Regions from separate parts of the Mus musculus genome. Here region 2 is linked to region 1. Evidence: chromatin contacts called from public Hi-C data. All regions are on one chromosome and are shown on one strand. The core of a region is the stretch at or near the end of the contact, and the rest is flanking DNA. Distances in the headings are between cores, read along the strand shown.

Region 1 (3,078 bases), core at 297-2,796:
TACTAAGGCAGCCAGTCTTCCTGAACTTACAGCCCACTGACTGAGCAGTCTAGCTAGCCAGGTGAGGACATTTGAAAAACAGGAATCCCATGGTTCCGATCCTCTCCCTGTAAGCACGTTTCTCAGGAATTATCCTGTATGAGTGGTGTCTCCCACACCATCTACTGAATCCAAGGACCCTCTTAACCCATGTAGAAACTGAGGTTCCCAGGAGGAGACCTTTTGCTCTGTTACCCATTGCCTTTTGCTTGTTCTAACAGTCTGGTCTAGGAGAAGGGGTGCTGTGTGTGTGTGTGTGTGTGTGTGTGTGTGTGTGTGTGTGTGTGTGTGTGTGGTGGAGTGGGCACGAAACAATCGAGACGATCAGAACCTTCAAATCTGTCTTTATGGTTGTTTTAGCAATACCCATTTTTCATATAGCTCAGCCTGGCCTGGAACTTGCTATTTAGCAAAGGATCCTCCTCGCTCCAGATTTTTTCTTCTTCTTCTTCTTCTTCTTCTTCTTCTTCTTCTTCTTCTTCTTCTTCTTCTTCTTCTTCTTCTTCTTCTTCTTCTTCTTCTTCTTCTTCCTCCTCCTCCTCCTCCTCCTCCTCTTCCTCCTCCTCTTCTCCCCACCCCCTTTCTTCTCTTTTTGGTTTTCTGTGTAGCCCTGGCTGTCTGGAACTCACTCTGTAAACCAGGCTGGCCTGGAACTCAGAGATCCGCCTGCCTCTGCCTCTCAAGTGCTGGGACCAAAGGCATGCAGCATCACTGCCCGGCTTCCAGGCTTCTGTTATGTTCCCCAGCAGTTATGTTGTTTTTGATCACTGGACTCTCTGTCTTTGGCCATCTTCTTGAAAGAGGACTTGTGCCTCAGTTCCCAACTCATCTCTTGTGGATCTACTGCCCTTTCTTCTGATGAAGCTTTTAGGGACAAGTGACTTCTTTCTTGTGCTCCACACCCTGTAGCCAGGCCTTGTCAGTTTGGACTCCAGACTCCTCACTCTGCTAGGAGTGCTGGAAGGAATGAATCTAGGTCCCTGCGGCTTGCTAGTTGGCTGGAACTTTCCATCGGCTCCAGAGCGGACTTGAAACCTCGAGTCTCCTACTCCATTCAGGTTCCCAAGCCAACGTCTTAACGGCGCCCGGTAACAGGCGCTATTAGGGTGCTACTCTGCTCCTGGCGCGCCCAGCTCCCAAGGTCGAAAACTTGCTCGCACCGAACCCCCTCCAGGGCGAATGGGAGGGTCGCTCGGGCGGGTAGGAACCAGTGGTGTGGAGGTGCGCCTAGGAGAGTCGCGGCGGCGCGCAGGCGCACTGGGCTCTCCACGGCCGGCTCTCGGGTACAAAGAGCGCGCGGTGCCTTGCGGACTTCTCGGTTAGAGCTGCAGCCGGTTTGTGTCCCTGCACTCGGTGGCTCCCGGCAGCCGCAAGTTACTCTTGCACGGCCACTGCAGGATTCTGCTCCGCGATCTAGTGTAACTGGGGTTTGAGTCTGGCGCTGCCCGAGGCCCCGCCCAGCGCTTCTCGGTCCCTCCCCGCGAGCCGCCCGCCCTGTGCCAGCTCCAGATTCGCGGCGCTGGAGGTGAGTAGTGGCAACGCTGCGCTCCTGTCCCCTGCAGGGACGATCTGGGGCGCCTGAACTCCGACTCTACCCTGAGCCAACAGGGTGCCCAGCCTCACACTCTTGGCGCGTGCTGGAGCGCACGGCGACACTGGCCCTGAGATTGCCCTGGGAAGGTCCGTGGGGTTGCCTTGGCTAGCAGTCGCCTGGGATCACCGCTGGCGCTCGAGGGGGCGGCGCCTCCCGACCTGGAGTGGGGCGCGCTGGTCCTTTGATACTAAGCCGTCCTTTCGGAGCCGGAGTGCAGTGCAGTGCAGTGCAGCGCCCTTTTCCGAGGCGTCCCAGGGTAAGATTGGTGTACCCTCTGGCAGTAGGAAGCGGCGATTAGTGCTCCTTTATCCCGGTCCCGGAGCGGCAGGTGGCCCTAGCTGGTGTTGCAGGGTCTGGGCGTGGGGGAGGGGTGGGTGCGGCCTTTAGGGGCCGCCCTAAGCTCCGGGACCTGCTTGAGTTCCTGAGGACCTGCAGTGTCAGGTCCAGCAGGACGGGTGGCAGCGTCCCGGGGCACACTTGGTCGCGCAGGTACGTGGGAAACCCCGCGCTCGGGAGCCGCGGAGCTGGTGAGTCTCATCCCCCCTCACCAGGTCCCTTTGCAACTTTCAAAGGCAACTTTTCGCGGGCGGTCCGGCCTGAGCTGACTCCGCGCGGCTGACCCGGCGCAGGCCTCGTTGTTCGCGTTGGCAATGTTCTGTGGCGTCCCCCAGCGCTTGTTTTCTGCACTTCTCTCCCGAGGTGCCTCTCCGTTCGTCTAATTAAAGTATGGAATCAGACCGAGAGCCCAAGACTAATCAGGAATGCCAATCCCCCGGATCAGTGACCTTGGTTGTCACCTGGGCTACTTGGGAACCAAAGCCTCCTTGCGTTAATTGCGAGTTTGTTAGAGTTGGCTTTTATGCGGTACTTAGTTATCTTGTTTCTCATTTCGTGCATCGCTCTCCAGTAAGTTGTTGGGCTCTTCAATGTTTAATCTATTTAAGTTTTATTTTAAAAGTTGGATGTAATACACATCAATATACTTTAAAATTCATGAGTCATTGGCTTTTCATATAATAATAAAATTATGCCATCAACAACGCTCCCACCTCTCCACAAAAACCATCTCCGGGACCGAGCGGCTGCTGTTTCTGTCTCTTCCCTCGGGTAAGAGGGATAGATAGATAGTGAGAAGACACGTAATCAACCTTCGGTTGTTTTACAGCTAAATTTTGGGAAAGTGCTGAGCAGGGCGGCTGCGGGAAAGTGTGTCAGTTGATTGGGGAGATTAAAAAGGGTGAGGATGGAGGAGTGTCTGTCTGCCCGTGCAGACATTCACTTAGCTGGGAATTCATTTAGCTTCCACGGGGGCCTTTGGTGATCTTTCTGAGCGAGGGTTGCCTCCTCCACAGGTCGTGCTAGTTGACTGAGTTACTATGGCAAAAGTGAGTTCTGGAGATGGGTGTGGGTTGGGGGTTGGGAGGAGGGGGTGGAATTGGGGGGAG
Region 2 (3,078 bases), core at 289-2,788, 200 kb after region 1:
GACCCCTACAGAGTGTCTGTAATGTTAGTGCACAGCTCTGTTCGCCAGGAGTGCCGAGGGCCACACACGACCTAGGATTCTAGCCAGCAAGGATGCTCTCCCATGGTCCAGTGCTTTTAGGAGGTGGGACAGAATTGGATGTACTTCCCATTTGATTCTGACGTTCGCCTTTTCTCTCTGCCAGTGCAATTTTCTCTGCCAGTGCAACATTGGTGCAGGAATGTGTCAACTCCAGATGGACGCTTTAAAAGTCTAGCGTAAACCTATAGCGTGATTTAAAATTTCCAGAGCCATCTTGAAGCTGGTTCCTGAAATGTGACCAAGGCACTTAGTTGGTGTAGGCAACAAAGAACCAACCAGCAGAGGACTCCCTGGCAGACAGAACACCAAAGTTTAAGTGACTGTTTTCTATGCCAGGAATGACACACATCCTTTCTACATGGAATAAAGGTCCCTACTGTGTGCAATGTATTCCTGGGCTACTTCTTCTTTTTTTTTTTTTTTTAGGTATTTTCCTCATTTACATTTCCAAAGCTATCCCAAAAGTCCCCCATACCCTCCCCGCCACTCCCCTAACCCCCCCACTCCCACTTTTTGGCCCTGGTGTTCCTCTGTACTGGGGCATATAAAGTTTGCAAGTCCAATGGGCCTCTTTCCAGTGATGGCCGACTAGGCCATCTTTTGATACATATGCAGCTAGAGTCAAGAGCTCAGGGGTACTGGTTAGTTCATAATGTTGTTCCACCTATAGGGTTGCAGATTCCCTTTGGCTCCTTGGGTACTTTCTCTAGCTCCTCCATTGGAGGCCCTGTGATCCATCCAATAGCTGACTGTGAGCATCCACTTCTGTGTTTGCTAGGCCCCGGCATAGTCTCTCCTGGGCTACTTCTGTGTAGCCTGGAAGTCAGATTGTATCTTAGACTTCTATAGCTCTAGTGCCCAGAGAATTCATGAGCTAGTCCCTGAGGTTTCCGTTTACAGAGTCTAGCAATGGCCCAGGAATCAGCATTCCCACATAGTTCCCAACTGCCAATGCTGAGCTAGAGGCCACACAGTGACTACAACCCTCACTGTAAGTCGCCCTTCCCTTACCTCAGCTGAAGGGGTCTATCTGGAAGGAGTGGGGCTGAGAGGTCACCTCAGGGTCCATATTTGTCACCTGCGGATGTCTCAGAAACTAAGTCTTAGTAGACACAGTGCTCTTTGTAGAATTTGCGCTCCTCAATTGAAAGATACTTCTGAAAAGATGCCTTTACCTATGAGAAGCCTTCTTTTACTGCGGCTCAGCCAACACATCCCTTGTTTATAAACCCTGCATTCCTCTAGACCTGGCTTTCAGAACTTGCCAGTGCTCCTGACTGAAATCATAGCAGTCTTATAAAAAGACAGAAAATGGCTACATTCACTCAGACACTTAGACACACACCCCCTCCCAGCTGCTCATCCCAGAGTCCATTGGTGCTTTGGCTCCCTCCCTGATGAATGCCCCTTTAGAGCCTGGGAATCCCAGTAAGGAAGACCCAGCGCACCACACAGCTGCTCTCTTCTCTCAGCAGCTGCCTCTGAGACCTCCCCTGTTCTCATTCTGTCGCTGGCCCGAAGTGCACAATGGTCCTTCGACAGCCAAGACAGCGGCCACCCTGGACATACATGCATGCCAGCAGCTGAGACAGACACATCTGTGAGGCAAAGTCACAGGAGCCTTTGGGACTAGGAGCCAACTGAGGGTATCCATTGTTCCGAAGGCACACAGAGCATGCCACAGCTCTAGAGTGAAAGACTGAGTTAAGATGAGAAAGAGGCAGAAGAATTCAGTGTTTCGCTATGACACTGGAGCCAACGTGGTTATATCTTTCCTGTCTATAAATTAATCCCTAAGACTCCACTCTAGGAAGTACAATCACTGAGACTGACTGATGGATGACCTTGATGACCAAAGGAACATCAATAAAGTGTGAGCCATTCAATCACTGTCAGGATATAAGGCCAGACACATAATCAACGCTCAGAGTCTGCCTCACAAACTCTTGATCCTGGTCCTTATGGGTTTTGTTGGTTTCAGTTTGCTGGCTTTATCTATTTAGATTTGGTTTTTGGTTTTGGTTGGTTAGTTGTGGGTTTTGTTCAGAAATAGTCTTGCTGTGTAACCCGGATGACCACTTGGAATTCACCATGTATTGCAGGCTAGCTTCAGACTCATGATAGTCTGGATAATTGCCTGCTAGGACTACAGATGTGAATGACTGAGTCTAGACTGCAAAATGTTTTTAAAGGTAGAGATTAGCTTTATCTTGATGTGCCAGAGTTTAGGGACTTCAACTAAAGAGAACAATAGTCCTGCAGTCACCAGAGCACAGGGTCTTAGACTCAGGGATGTGCTCGGTCATAGTTTTATCTTTGTTTCTAACCCATATTAATATTAGGAAAGCAAAACTCTGCCTTTGCTCATTAGCGACCCTTTCAACTATCTGTGCACTCACTAACCACTTCGTGGAGAAGAACTTGGTCCCATGCCAGCATGATGAATGTTGGTCCAATCAGTGACCTGCTCCAACTGCATAGCAAGAGCATTATCCAAATCTTTGGAAATACAAGGAGTCACGTTTGTGGGCTTTGGCTCCAATTTGCTTGATTCCTTTTCTCCTAATGTGTACCTACCTACTCTGTCTCTACAAAGATATTAGGCATCTCTATAGAGTTAAAAGCCCACAAGAGATGAGCAGTGTACAGGAACCTGCTTTAGCAGAGTGAGTTGTTCCTAATAACTGTTTGACAAGCTGGTCCAGTACCCTTGCCCATATTAGTGCCCCAGAATCAACGAACGGTCCCTAAGCCTGGGTAGCATATCACGGTAAGCATTCTCTGCTCATGTGGGGTCCATGATGGGGCTCTCCTGACCTTAGCCAGTCTCATATCTTTTTACCACTGTAGGCCGCTCAGGTCGGGCATCAGAGAAGACTTGATTTCATTCTCATGATCCCGGTGTCCAGCCTACACATGTTCTCATGGCCATCCAAACATGCAAGAGACAGAGGGACACGATTTAGGAGGCTTGGGTTTCATCGGGCACCTCATCAT

Evidence for each region. A called contact is a pair of places that touch in the nucleus more often than the background predicts.
Region 2: a contact with region 1 is called in a Hi-C map of cerebellum, with 2.5 times the contacts expected there. A contact is called at or near these places in 2 of 39 promoter capture datasets (both in the C10 cell line), 6 of 484 Hi-C or Micro-C datasets (cerebellum, cerebral cortex, cortical glia and 3 more), 5 of 130 datasets of targeted methods (embryonic stem cells, neural progenitor cells, pancreatic cancer cells and 1 more) and 1 of 9 other capture datasets (adipose tissue).

Annotation. Positions count from the first base shown.
Region 1 is chr19:25,235,429-25,238,506 of GRCm38.p6, forward strand. It overlaps Kank1 (KN motif and ankyrin repeat domains 1), which reads left to right and starts at 1,547. Exons shown (of 14, transcript NM_181404.6): 1 at 1,547-1,889.
Region 2 is chr19:25,438,418-25,441,495 of GRCm38.p6, forward strand. No RefSeq gene overlaps it. Among named protein-coding and RNA genes, the nearest start is that of Gm26207, 14 kb to the right of the region's middle.